2 separate regions of the Anas platyrhynchos genome follow, and region 2 is linked to region 1. Evidence: chromatin contacts called from public Hi-C data. All regions are on one chromosome and are shown on one strand. Each heading gives the region's core, a stretch centred on a gene start, on an enhancer-like site or on the middle of the called end of the contact. The rest is flanking DNA. Distances are from core to core; before and after follow the strand shown.

Region 1 (6,004 bases), core at 850-3,349:
GCTGGATGCATGATTTTGCTGGGAGCACCATGGTGGGGCAGCAGGGCAAGGATGGCATGTGTGGTTGACCAGGCTGAGGATGAATTTTGGTGGAGCCAAAACATGAGCAGATATACCCAAGGAGAATTTGCAGAATGGCTTTCTGGTGTTTAAGGACATCCTTTTCTCTGGAATGATATTCAAGGACAGCTGGCTGCAGTCACCAGCTTCTTGCCAAGCCTGCAATGGGAGGCAGGCAAACAGCACCGCTCCTGGGCTGCTTCGGCCACGGCTCCTCATCCTCATTTCCCTGCTACACAAAGCAGCAGTGCTCTTGTAGACTTCAAAATGTGGTGAACCACACTGGTGGAGTATACTTTTATTTTAAAGCAGCCAAGAAGTTTTATCCTTGTGGACCATTCTGCTGGCAGACCACTGCAGTATTTAGGTGGCTTCAACACAGTTTTTTTTTCTCTTATTATTATTATTATTATTATTATTATTATTATTATTATTATTATTATTATTATTTATTTTATTTTATTTTATTTTATTTTATTTTATTTTATTTTATTTTATTTTATTTTATTTTATTTTATTTTGTTATTGTTCCGAACTAGGCATGTTCAGAGCTCTGGCTTTGGCTGACAGCACTGCGGAACTGCTCCATCAGCTGCTTGTGCAATTTTGCTGAGGTTAACAACGTGACGGCTTAAATTGAAAGGGCTGTTCCCAGCTGAAACCTTCCAGATCTGGAAATCTCTGGGAATTATTGCTTAGTGAGATCTGTGGAGGACCATGTTATTATCAGCCTGCCATTTATTTTAAGCAATACCTTACATTTCCAAGAAAAGTGTTGTCCACGTATGCCAGCAGTGTGGCTCTAAAGTGATGCTGAGCCTCCAAAACAAGTGACCTGACACTTCCTGGACTTCTTTAAAGAGCCAGAAAAGCCAGACGTGGCAGCAGATGGAGACAAAAACAAGCTTTTTGTGGTGAGCTGTGACACAGCTACAGCAGCCGAGCTGACCATGGACTGGCTCCCGTCTCATCATGAATTGCTCCTTGTGTTTTTTCTTCATTAATACATTTCATAATCCCTTTGATTTGTTTAAAAGTCTTGTATCAGGACTGCACTCTCATGCCTCCCGGATTCAATGTCCAGTGTTTTGGATCTTTCCCAGATTGTGGAAACCCCTCCCGGATCCAACACACGAGACTCAGGCTGAGACCAAGCAAAACCTTGTTTTTCCTCCAGATCCACAGACCCAGCTATGGCATTGGGGCTAGAAGGAGATGGGTTGTCACGTCCGTGACTCCTTCTGGGGCTAGAGAGGAGATTAGCCTATAATGAGGCTGTGATTTGATGAACTAATACCATGGTTAAATAAATCTATCATGAGTTGCTTTGGCTGATGAAGTTATCTTGCGAGAAGATTAACTGCTGATTAGGTTTTGTTGGGGCCTGGAAAGAGCGTGATTTGTAGCAAGCGTTTTAAAAACACGGTGCAAGGAATTAATTCTCTGTTCTCACCCTTCCATTCTATTCTAACCCCTCATTCTCTATTCTTTGCTTTGAACCCTCTCCTAATTACTCTGCACAGTGAATTGATTAGCAGGCCAACACTTTTATTTTCATGCACGTGAAGGGTGGCATTGGGATGGTTCTCTCGATGTGCAGAAGACATCTGTACCTGTGCAGGGTGTGTGCAGAAGGCTTCTGGGTGTCTTCTATCTGTCAGGCATGGCCAGGTGCAGTAGGGAAAAAATAATAATAATAAAAAAAAAAATGGCCAAAATGTGAAAAAGTGACGGGCACAAGTATCCAGCAGCTCTCTGACTGAGCTCACTTGCACAAAGAAAGCAAGAATTCGTGGTGGTTGGCTGCAAGCAAGAAGCCCCCCTCTGGCCTTGCATGGAAGGAGATCTTACAGAGGGATGGAGCTGTGAGTGTGGCACACCCATGGCACAAGCAGCAGCCTTTTAAAATCAGAAAGTCAGGTTTGGGAGGCAGCAGGGGCTGCGTTTGGGAAAGCAGAGGCCAGCTGCAATGCTGAAATCTGATGCAAAAGCTAATACATCTCTAACTGTCTCCACCTCTGGCACAAACCCTCCTAACCCCACACCCTCCTCTGCTGTTTCCCTGCCCAGACCAAGGGCAGCAAAGCTTGGTGGCACCTCTCCAGCAGGCTCAGCCTGGCTGCATCCCCACAGGATGAATACCCAGGGCTGCATAAAAGCAAGGGCTGGTCTGTGAGGCGAGCTGTGCCCTTTTACCAAGTGACAAATGGTGGCTGTCACCGTCTCCATCGACAGCAGCCCCCGGTGGCTGTGGGACACATGCGGCTCTGTAAATCTGATCGTGTTTGCACTCGCAGTGTTTTATGAGCCTCATCAGGTTGCACTGCAAATATTTCTGCAGCTGCTGCTCCCCGAGGAGTGATGAGGCGGAGGGGCCACGAGCACCCAGCAAACACCAGCCGCAAAAAAAAAATAAATCAGTTCACGTGCATGCTCCAAGAAGGGGCCAGAAATTACAAGTGCACCATGAATTAGACAAAGAAGCTTGAAGGCTTTGGTAAGAAACTTCAACCACCAGAGTGTCATGCAAGTTAGAATAGATGTAGGGGGTTTACTAGCTAATGTATGTACCCTTTCTCTTCCAAAAATAGTACTTCGTTTCAGAAAGGAAACTGACTATCTGCTAGAAGATTTTGTCTGAGCTCCTTCCCTACGTGCTTGTTGTTCCTGAAACGTGGAGCTCGTGTCACCTGTTGCACAGGTGTGGTTATCCTGCTATGACACACTGGACTCACACTGCAATTAGTCTTTGCATGACCATGTCTCATTTGGGTGTGACAGCAAGGTTTATGGTGCGGGAAGAGCCTGGCACGGACACCTCTGCTGTCCTCCTGGACCAACCCCAAGGCACCAGCAGTGGCAGAGCCACCCCAGCTCTGTCCCACACGTTTTGGTAGTCTCCTCTCCTGGCACACACAGGGACAAAACCAAGATTAACCTTCAGAGCACATCCCATTTTGGCCATCATGAGGAGCAGAGGGCAGCTCCAAGCCTAATATATCAATTCTGATTTTTGTTTGGTTCAAAGCATAAAAGCACAGCAACAATAGTTTTCCGAGTGGCAAAGCCCCAGCTGGTATCTGAAGCCTAATGGATGTGATTCAGATGTAGACATTTCTCCACAGAGACCGACCAAATCCTCTTTCAGTCATGTAATAAAAGCAGACAAGTGGTATTGCTTGCTAAGAACATGAACCAGGGCCACGGTGTTAAACTGGGAGGAGATCAAGGAGATCCTGAGGACATGATGCAGCATCCATACAGGCTATACTGCATGATGTAGTAATCACATCAAACTGTCTCCCTGATCTGGACCCCAAATATTTTTTGGCAAATAAAGAGGAAAATGCTATGTTACTGATTATCTTTCCTGTTTTCCAGCCAGAGGTGAACACCCACCAGCCATAGGGTAGATCTTGGTCTCCCTCTAGTGATGGGCCTGCCAACAGCAACGACCAGCCCAGCTCCAGCCTCACACCTCTATCCTCTGCTTCCATCCCCTTTTTCATGATGTGGTGGCCAAGGATGGCTCTGGTCCTTGCTGACTGCTGCACCATGCAGGAGCAGGAGACATGGGCTTCTGCCTTTCATTCCTGGAGAGATGTCGAGGAAGAAGCCCACCACTGCAGCCTCATGGCACTCAACACCTCAAGGAAAGACAGACATAACCACGACATCTGCAGAGATGTGTGGTATTTCAGGGAAACAAGGGGACACATCCACACTACCAGTATTCATCCTCTCCAGGAACCTCTGTCGTTGGCCATGGAGGACCTGAAGGTCCTACTGATGGAGGACTTGAAGATCCTACAACAGCTGCTCTGGAGCCTCCTGAGGCAGGAGTCCATGCAGACAGAGCTGACATGGGGCAGTCCAGGAAGCTCAGGGACCCCCAGGAACACTGGCATTGGATAATGAAGTAGCTCAGTGCATGTCTACCTTGTGAAGTCCATAAGGATGCACAAGAAGACTTTTTGGGCTATGTGTTGAAGGCTAGTTTCTTTGGTAACCATGAGCTCGATGTACAAGGGCTACACAGGTTCAGAGACGCCAGCCCTAACATCTCATGAAATATAGAGCAAAGTCTTTCAAGGTTGTCACTCTTCAGTGACATTGTCTCTTGTACTGCTTCTAATTTTCTATTCGGAGCTTCATTGCAGGACGTGATTAAAATTAGGAACTTTCTGAAAGTCATGCTCTTGAGAGGAACGGGCAAGGGGAAGATGCCCTGAGAAATACATCAACACTGCCTGGAGAGATGAGTTGGAAAATAAATGAGTAATGTTATTTAATTGCCTGAGACATATTTTCAGCCTTTTTTCTTTTCTCTGTATATCTTTTAATTTTTAATGCTTTTGTCTAAGGAATTCCCTAGTAGAAAAGTATCTGTAAAGTTGGTAGAAACAACTGGATACCCACTTTAAAATTAGAGCTGACGTGGGTATGATCTTGCACCTAAACAACTTCAAGTCACGAACGCAGGGAGAATGCTGTAAAATTGAAAGGGATTTTACCATTTGGAAAATTCAGGAAATAAATGATGACAGTTTTATGGGCTATGCCTGCTGTGTCCCTGCCACATCACTGACTTACCATGGCAATAACACTGATTTTTCTTTATTGTCTTTTCTTGCAGCGAGACTGCCAAGCAGAGAGGGCATTTGAAAATTAGCAATTTTTTACTTCTCCTAATTTTTGTATACTGAGATTTTGATATGTTCAAGCCTTTGTCATAGCTCTAAAAATGCTCTATTTTTAAATCAGCTCTAGTTGTAGGAGTTGCTAAAGGCACTAATTGCACAAATTCATAAACGCTCAGGGTTGAACTCCACATTAACAAAATTACAATTAGACCAAGTAAGGACAGCACCCAAGACATATTTAAGGAGCTCATATTGCTGGACACTCATCTTTTTCTGACGGCCTTCCATGTTTATTTCACATTTAATTTCTTCTGAAGAGAAGCAGCTCAGAGGGGTATTCCATACCCAGAGTTACTCATCCAGGTGGTTTCCAGTGGGCTGAAATACTGAAGGAGGAAAGCGTGCTGTGAGACAGAGGATGGTGCCTTCATTACCAGCAGGCTGCCTTAGCTGCAGTTATGCCAACAAACTGCTTGAGGGTGCTTTTCACTGCTCCTGGCCTTGACAGAGAAAGCAGGAAAAGAAGTATTGGGTTTCACAACAGGGTCAAGCAGTTCTGTGTCACAATGAAACCAAGGCAAAGCACTTCATGATGAGGCACGTTAAGGTTAGACCAAGTGAAAAGATGGTGAAGAACAAAAATGCCCTCAGGTAGACAGATATAATCCAGCAATCTTCAAAGGCCACAGCTACAGCAACACTGTGGCTGTACACATTGAGACGCGTGATGGATTTGAACATAGGTCATTTGGGTGTTAGCAAAATGCCTGGTGTCCTTGAGATGTGATTTTAAACCTGATAAATTAATTTAACAGCTGTCTTGTTGAAACAGGGAGTATTTCTCCATGCACAGCTTTGGTTTTGCAAAGCTCCACACATGCCCAGCTTCGGTTTTATAGTTAAAGTCACTGTCCTCAAAAATATCTCAACTTTATCTTGATTTGTTCTCTGCCCAAATCTCTGTGACCACGCAAAGGGGACCCAGGCTCATGCCCTCTTCTGGTACAGCCTTCTTGATTGTCAGACCAATCTGGGAATAAAAATTGAGAAGACCCCAAAGAGGACCCCGTGGGTTGATGCTGTGCTAACCTTATGACTCTGAGTATGAGAGCTGATGAGAGAGGTGCTGAATAAAAAACTACTGGTAAAATAATAGTAAGGAATGTGTGACCGCCCTGTCCTTCATCACTGTCGGTACCACAGTATGGAGGTGTAGGGTGAAGGAAAGCCTAGATCCCTTCCCCTGAGCCATGAACCAAGTGGTTTTCATGAGCAGGAACTTGACCTTTTAGGTGCCATTG
Region 2 (5,837 bases), core at 1,914-4,413, 140 kb after region 1:
AGCGAGGTTTCCTCTAACCACACAAACTTCCACAAGAATGAGCACCTTTGAAATGACAGCAGGGTCCCTTTCCAGGAGGTTGGGGGTGGCTAGTGTTTGTGTCTTCTAAAAGCTGTGCAATAATCCTGCCTGTGTTTCCCCTAGCTGAGCCCCCAGCTGTACCTCTGAGGCTCAGCAATGTCAGGGGCACGGCTGTTGCTTGCTTTGATTTGGGTTTCAGGACCAGTTTGGGTTCCTCAAAACTTCTGGGTATTTAAATCTAAAACCTATCTGGCTCCTTCCTACACGAACAAATTAAAACAGCTCATTGTATTAGTTCAACCTGAAAAACAAACTGGAAAACACCGCCTGCCAAGGATCTTATCCCATATTAGTACTCCTGTTTGTAGACTAGGTGGACTCTTCAGTGTTCATGATCACCCTGAAGTGCTTTTGGGGCTGGACCAAGGAGAGGAGCAGTTCTGCTGTGGAGCCAGGCTGAGGGAGTTGGGGGTGTGCAGCCTGGAGAGGAGAAGGCTCTGGGGAGACCTCACAGCGGCCTGCCAGGGCCTAAAGGGGGCTGCAGGAGAGCTGGGGAGGGACTCTTGGTCAGGGATGTAGGGATAGGACAAGGGGGAATGGCTTTAAAATAAAAGAGGGTAGGGTTAGATTAGATATGAGGAAGAAATTCTTCACTCAGAGGGAGGTGAGGCCTGTCCCAGTCTGCCCAGAGGAGCTGTGGCTGCCCCATCCCTGGCGGTGCCCAAGGCCAGGCTGGATGGGGCTGGGGGCAGCCTGGGCTGCTGGGAGGGGTCCCTGCCCTTCACAGGGGTTGGGATTAGATGATCTTTAAGGCCCCTGCCAACCCAAAACACTCTGTGCTTCGTGTTAAACCTTTGAGGGAGGCTTTGTGCCGACCTGGGGACCCCCCTTGTGTGGGGTGGAGGCCAGTAGCCACGCGTGTCCCCAGGGGACAGCTGTGGGGACAGCTATGGGGACAGCCAGCAGCTCGTCGAGCCGCTGCCCCTCTCCTCGCGGCCTCTGCTGCCACCTGCCGCCCTCCATTAGCGAACACAAGACCACAAGCCCAATTTAAATCAAAAATTAAAAATAACTGTATCAATAATATAAATTAAATAATATTAATGACAATAATATTTAATAATTAATAAATAATAAAAAAATCCCACTAATGCTTCCACCCACCCACTGAGAATGTTTCTATTTAGGATTTTGCCCAGGCACCATTCAGGGAAGTCGCCGTGCCCTTCAAGCCTTCGGGGCACCCAAGCACGTTTGGAGCAAGGTCCTGGGGATCCGAGCCCGTCCCCATCCCCATTGTATGCCGTGCTGGAACCTCTCACCCTCCCTGCCAGCCTTCCTGGTGGTTCTTCAAGGGAACACCATCATCTGAACCCAAAGCTAAACCCCAAATCCCAAACTGAACTCAAGGCCCAGTGTCACCAGTGCCTTACTATTGGTTTCCAAGGTGGTGGGATTTACCCAGGTGAAAGCTCATCTCCTCTCTGCTCACTCTGGCAGAAGGAAAGGGTTTCTGGAACAGAATGAGGCACACCTGCTTTCCAGGGACTTTCCCATGTGTAACTTCACAGGTGTGCTGTGAAGGCTTCGTCTGTCCCTGAGGACATTTAAAGATCCCAGATTGTGCAAGTGCCTGTTTTCAACTTGTCCCTTGGTGTCCTTGGGACAGCTCTCCACTAACACTGCCCAGAGGGCTGGAATTTGTCAGGGCTAGCAAAGAGAAGAGGGCAGAAAGAAATCTGCCAGGTGCATTTACAGAGAACGGTTCCCATAAGTCTTGCAGTAAAAGCACATCCCAATTTCCTTCTCCTTCTAATGGGCTTAAAAATTTATTTCTGATCTAATTATGTTTTTATGTTTTTCATGTATATTAAAAAAAAAATAAAAATAAGTGAATTACCAAATTAAGTGCCAAGCTTAGTAAGGAGATACATCTCCAAACCAGGAGAGGAGGCAGGGAACAGTCAGTCCCTGGATGGTCTCGGAAGGGGAGAACTTTTGCTTGGATCCTCACCTGAGCTCAAGCAAGGAATAGTTTGCATCAGCTTGGGCCAGAAATGCCATCTGGGGGAGTTGGGAAGTTTTTCAGGGCCACATGGCCAGTAAGATCGCAATTCCTGCTTTGCTTCCACCAGCTCACTCCTGGTGGACACAGAGCATCTGTGGCCGGACTTCAGCTTCACACGTCCCCTGGCCCCACAGGAGAAGAAGGAAGATGCAAAACCTGTGTGATTTCTGGCCTGCAGCCCCCATGGTGCCCTGCTCCTGCAGGATCTTGAGCACTCCCAAAGGTGTCACCAGGCTCTGCAGGCTCTGCTCTGATGGCCAAGTGATCACAAAGCCAGCATGGTGCCACACATCCCCTTTGGATGTGGTTTTAAAGCAACTGGGAGGGACATAGCCATTGAGCTTGAAGCCATTCCTCTTGTCCTAAGAATTCTCTATAAAAGGGGTGTTTCTCAGCTGGGGTATGCAAGGCAAAGCTCTGTTTTTGCTGCAGGGAAATGCAGCAAACCTGGAATGAAGCAACTTCTGGCAAGTCCTGCGCCTCGCCTGGGTCTCCCAGCACCACGATGGTCACAGGAGCCTTTTGCCAACCAGCTAGAAGCTAGCACTGCAGCCTGAGGGTTTTGATTTCACTTAGTTCAACACTGCTGAAGGTGGGAAAACACTGCTTGGTGGGCAAAAGTGTCTTGTCCTTGAGCCTGTGACCAAGCTGGAGTGGGTGTAGCACCCACATCCCTCCGGAGAGCTCTGGATACGGGGGTCAGAAACACTCCCAGGGCTGCTGCCTGGGGCACCATTGCCTGGATTGGGCCCATCCCCAATTCCTTGCTTTGCTGCATGGCTGCATTTAGGCACAGTGACCACCCACAGCTCTGACCTGTGTCCCCCCGAGGCTGTGTTTTGTAAGGCTAAAGGCTGCACGTGTCCGACAGCACAGAGCTCCCACATTTTAAATGGCAGTGGTCAAAAGAGAAATTCATCTGCGCAGCAAAGAGGGGGAAAGCTGCAGGCTGCCTGAGCCCACATACTGAAAGAGGAATAGCAAGAGCCCGGGCAGCCTCAGGCAACATATTTCAGAGCTGACAAGCTGTGAGACCTGGCTTCCTTCAAACCTAGCCGGTCTCCCCAGTGAGCAGCGATAATAGGATCGGGGCAGGGGATCCGACATGAAGGCAGGCTGAAGGTTACAGAGTGCTGGGCCTTGGAGGAACGGGGTGTGCTAACGCTGCCCAACCCTTGGCAAATGCCTCTTGAAAAACTTTAGCTGACCTTGAAGAGGTGGGATGAAGGAACATTGATCTGGGGGAGGAGGAGGCTCTTTTTCTGGCTCTGCAAAGCTTCACTTCGCAAAGCCTTTCAGTTTGGTGATGTGGCTTTTGTCCCAGAGCCCTTTAGTGGTTCCTATGGGTATGAGGGTGGTTATTCTGCAGTGTGACACAGAAGTGATTGCTTTGGGGTTAAAAAAGGGCTTTTTAGGCAGCACATGTGGACAGACATAAGGATCTACCTGGGAAAGTGGGATGCCATGCCTTTGGCCATGGCTCTGCAGGTGAAGCATCTGCACCCTGCTGCAAAGATCCCCCCTGCAAGTTATCTTCTGTCTTCTGGGGAGGTGTGTGGTGGGATTTCCAGAGAGCCTGCACTTGTCTCATGTCTTTTCACTGGGCTGCAGACCAAGCTGAACTTTGCTGAGTGTTTTATCTTGAATCCTAATGCAGAAGGATAAAATTTCTGATGGAGAGCTCTTCAGTCAAATTTTCTGGTTGTGTACAATTTTGCTGTAAAAGACAGCAAAAAAGAAAAAAAAAAAAATGTCCAAAAATCAGTGATAAACTTGCATAGTTTAAAGCTTTAAGTATTTATAAGAATTGCATATTTTAGTAACTATTATTATTAACTATTCTACTAGTTATTCTAGTCTATTATTTAAATAAAATTTAATCTAAAGTAATCAAATCCCTACTGTCTCTTAAATCTAGAGGGTGCTTTGCTTTCAAGTGAAGCACTCGGTGTGATTCAGCATGTATCTAAGGCTGATCTTCAATGTTGTGGCAGCACCAAGCTCCCCAAAGCTCCTTAAGAATGAGCTGAAGGCAGTGAAGGAGGATGGCCTGCCATAGCAGCAGCTGACAGCTCCTGTCTAGGCATTTTTTTTCATCCATTAACCTCTAATCCTCTCCTAAAAGTGGTAATTTTAGTTGGAGGGCTGCTCTTTGGAGAGCTTGGGTATGTCTTTCTGCCCCCTTCATTCTTGGGGTTTCCAGCATGGCCAACTCCTACCCACCTCCTTTCCAGGCTTAGAACATTGGGAAGTCTCCTGCAGATGAGGCAGAGCTCTGATTTCTGTGTTTCCTAGAGAAAAAAAAAAAAAAAAAAAAAGAAAAAGGAAAAGGAAAAGAAAGAGAAAGAGAAGGAGAAGGAGAAGGAGAAGGAGAAGGAGAGAAGGAGAAAGGAAAAAAAAAAAAGAAAAAGGGAAAAAGAAGAAGAAAGAGAAGAAAAAGAAAACAAAGAAAAAAAAATATATAAAGAAAAATCAGTTGTAACTGTTCAAAACCTGAAGCATTTTGACTTCTTGTCTGGAGCCCGTCATGCTGTAAGGGTAAGAAAGGCGCTCTGGCAGAGTGCTGTCGGTCTTGCCCTGGAGCTCGTAGTATACAGTTGTGGAGAGCTGTCTCCAGACACAGCTCCACTGCCTCCCACACAACTGCTAATTAATGAAGCTCCAACCACACCATATTCCTCCTGGCCACCCACCCACGAACCAGAAGACACAGGATTTGAATTCTGTGCTCCAGCACCCACGAGTGGAGCTGTCAACACACAGCCCCCAGCCGAGCCCTCCTGTGCTGACCCCATGCCTGGCATGTCCTGGCTGCACTGTGTGCTGGGTTTGGGGTAAAACAAAGCTGTCTTGCTCTACCCAGTGGCATTTTTCTCGCTACTGATGGGAAGAGTTTTGTCTCGCACGAGCGCAGTGCAATGCCAGTTGCAGCTCAGTTACTGTATGCTAAGTAAGCAATTTCATTAGCTAGTAGTCAGTCTGCAGGATAATTTCATTAGTCTGATGTGCATCATTACTTCTTTCATTTACATGGGAATTATAAATTTCACTTGGATGCATATTTTTTCTCTTCCTTTCCTGTTTATAATCTCTCCTTCTTGCTTCCTTTCAGTGCCACCCCTCTCCTACTTGCTAATGATATCTTCAAGTGAGCTTTGAATTGGCCTAAAAGGTCTCCTTCCCTCTTTTACCTCTTTTTAAAGAGTCTGGCTGCTGTGTCATGTGCATGCACATAGGCACGTACGTAACCATGCCGGTGCCTCGTCCTGGGTAAAGTCTGCACCAAGTGCACCCTCAGCCCTTGCCTGTCTGCTCTCCCAACAGCATGCGATACAACCCGTGGTTGCATGGGTTGAGGGATTGACCATCAAGGTGTCCCTCTGGCAAGGCCAAGCCTGTGGCACCCCAGTCACATCAAAATGTTTCGACCTCTACACATCCCATACTTGGCATTTTCCAGGGGAGGGTCCAGCCAACATCCATGCTTCGTGGCAGGAGCCAAAGAGATCTAACCATCCTTGGTCATTCTTCTTCCCATTGCTGCTGGATGAAGCTTCCTTGAGCAGAAGATTCTTGTGGTTGTCATGTGTCTGCTATCTCTGTACCTGGGTTTTTATCACTGACCATGTTCACAGACCTTATCCATCCATCCATCCATCCATCCATCCATCCATCCATCCATCCATCCATCCATCCATCCATCCATCCATCCAATCTCTCCACCCATCCATCCACCCATTCCCATCCC

Evidence for each region. Hi-C and Micro-C count contacts between places; a contact is called where the count stands out from the background.
Region 2: a contact with region 1 is called in a Hi-C map of subcutaneous adipose tissue, with 1.5 times the contacts expected there. The contact joins two enhancer-like sites. A contact is called at or near these places in 3 of 8 Hi-C or Micro-C datasets (F1 follicle, skeletal muscle and subcutaneous adipose tissue).

What each region holds. Positions count from the first base shown.
Region 1 is chr2:151,357,757-151,363,760 of IASCAAS_PekinDuck_T2T, forward strand. No RefSeq gene overlaps it. Among named protein-coding and RNA genes, the nearest start is that of INSIG1, 42 kb to the left of the region's middle. Within about 2 kb of position 2,100, at least 1 of the 8 cell types and tissues checked has an H3K27ac peak or open chromatin away from gene starts, as enhancers often do.
Region 2 is chr2:151,498,953-151,504,789 of IASCAAS_PekinDuck_T2T, forward strand. No RefSeq gene overlaps it. Among named protein-coding and RNA genes, the nearest start is that of PAXIP1, 48 kb to the left of the region's middle. Within about 2 kb of position 3,164, at least 2 of the 8 cell types and tissues checked have an H3K27ac peak or open chromatin away from gene starts, as enhancers often do.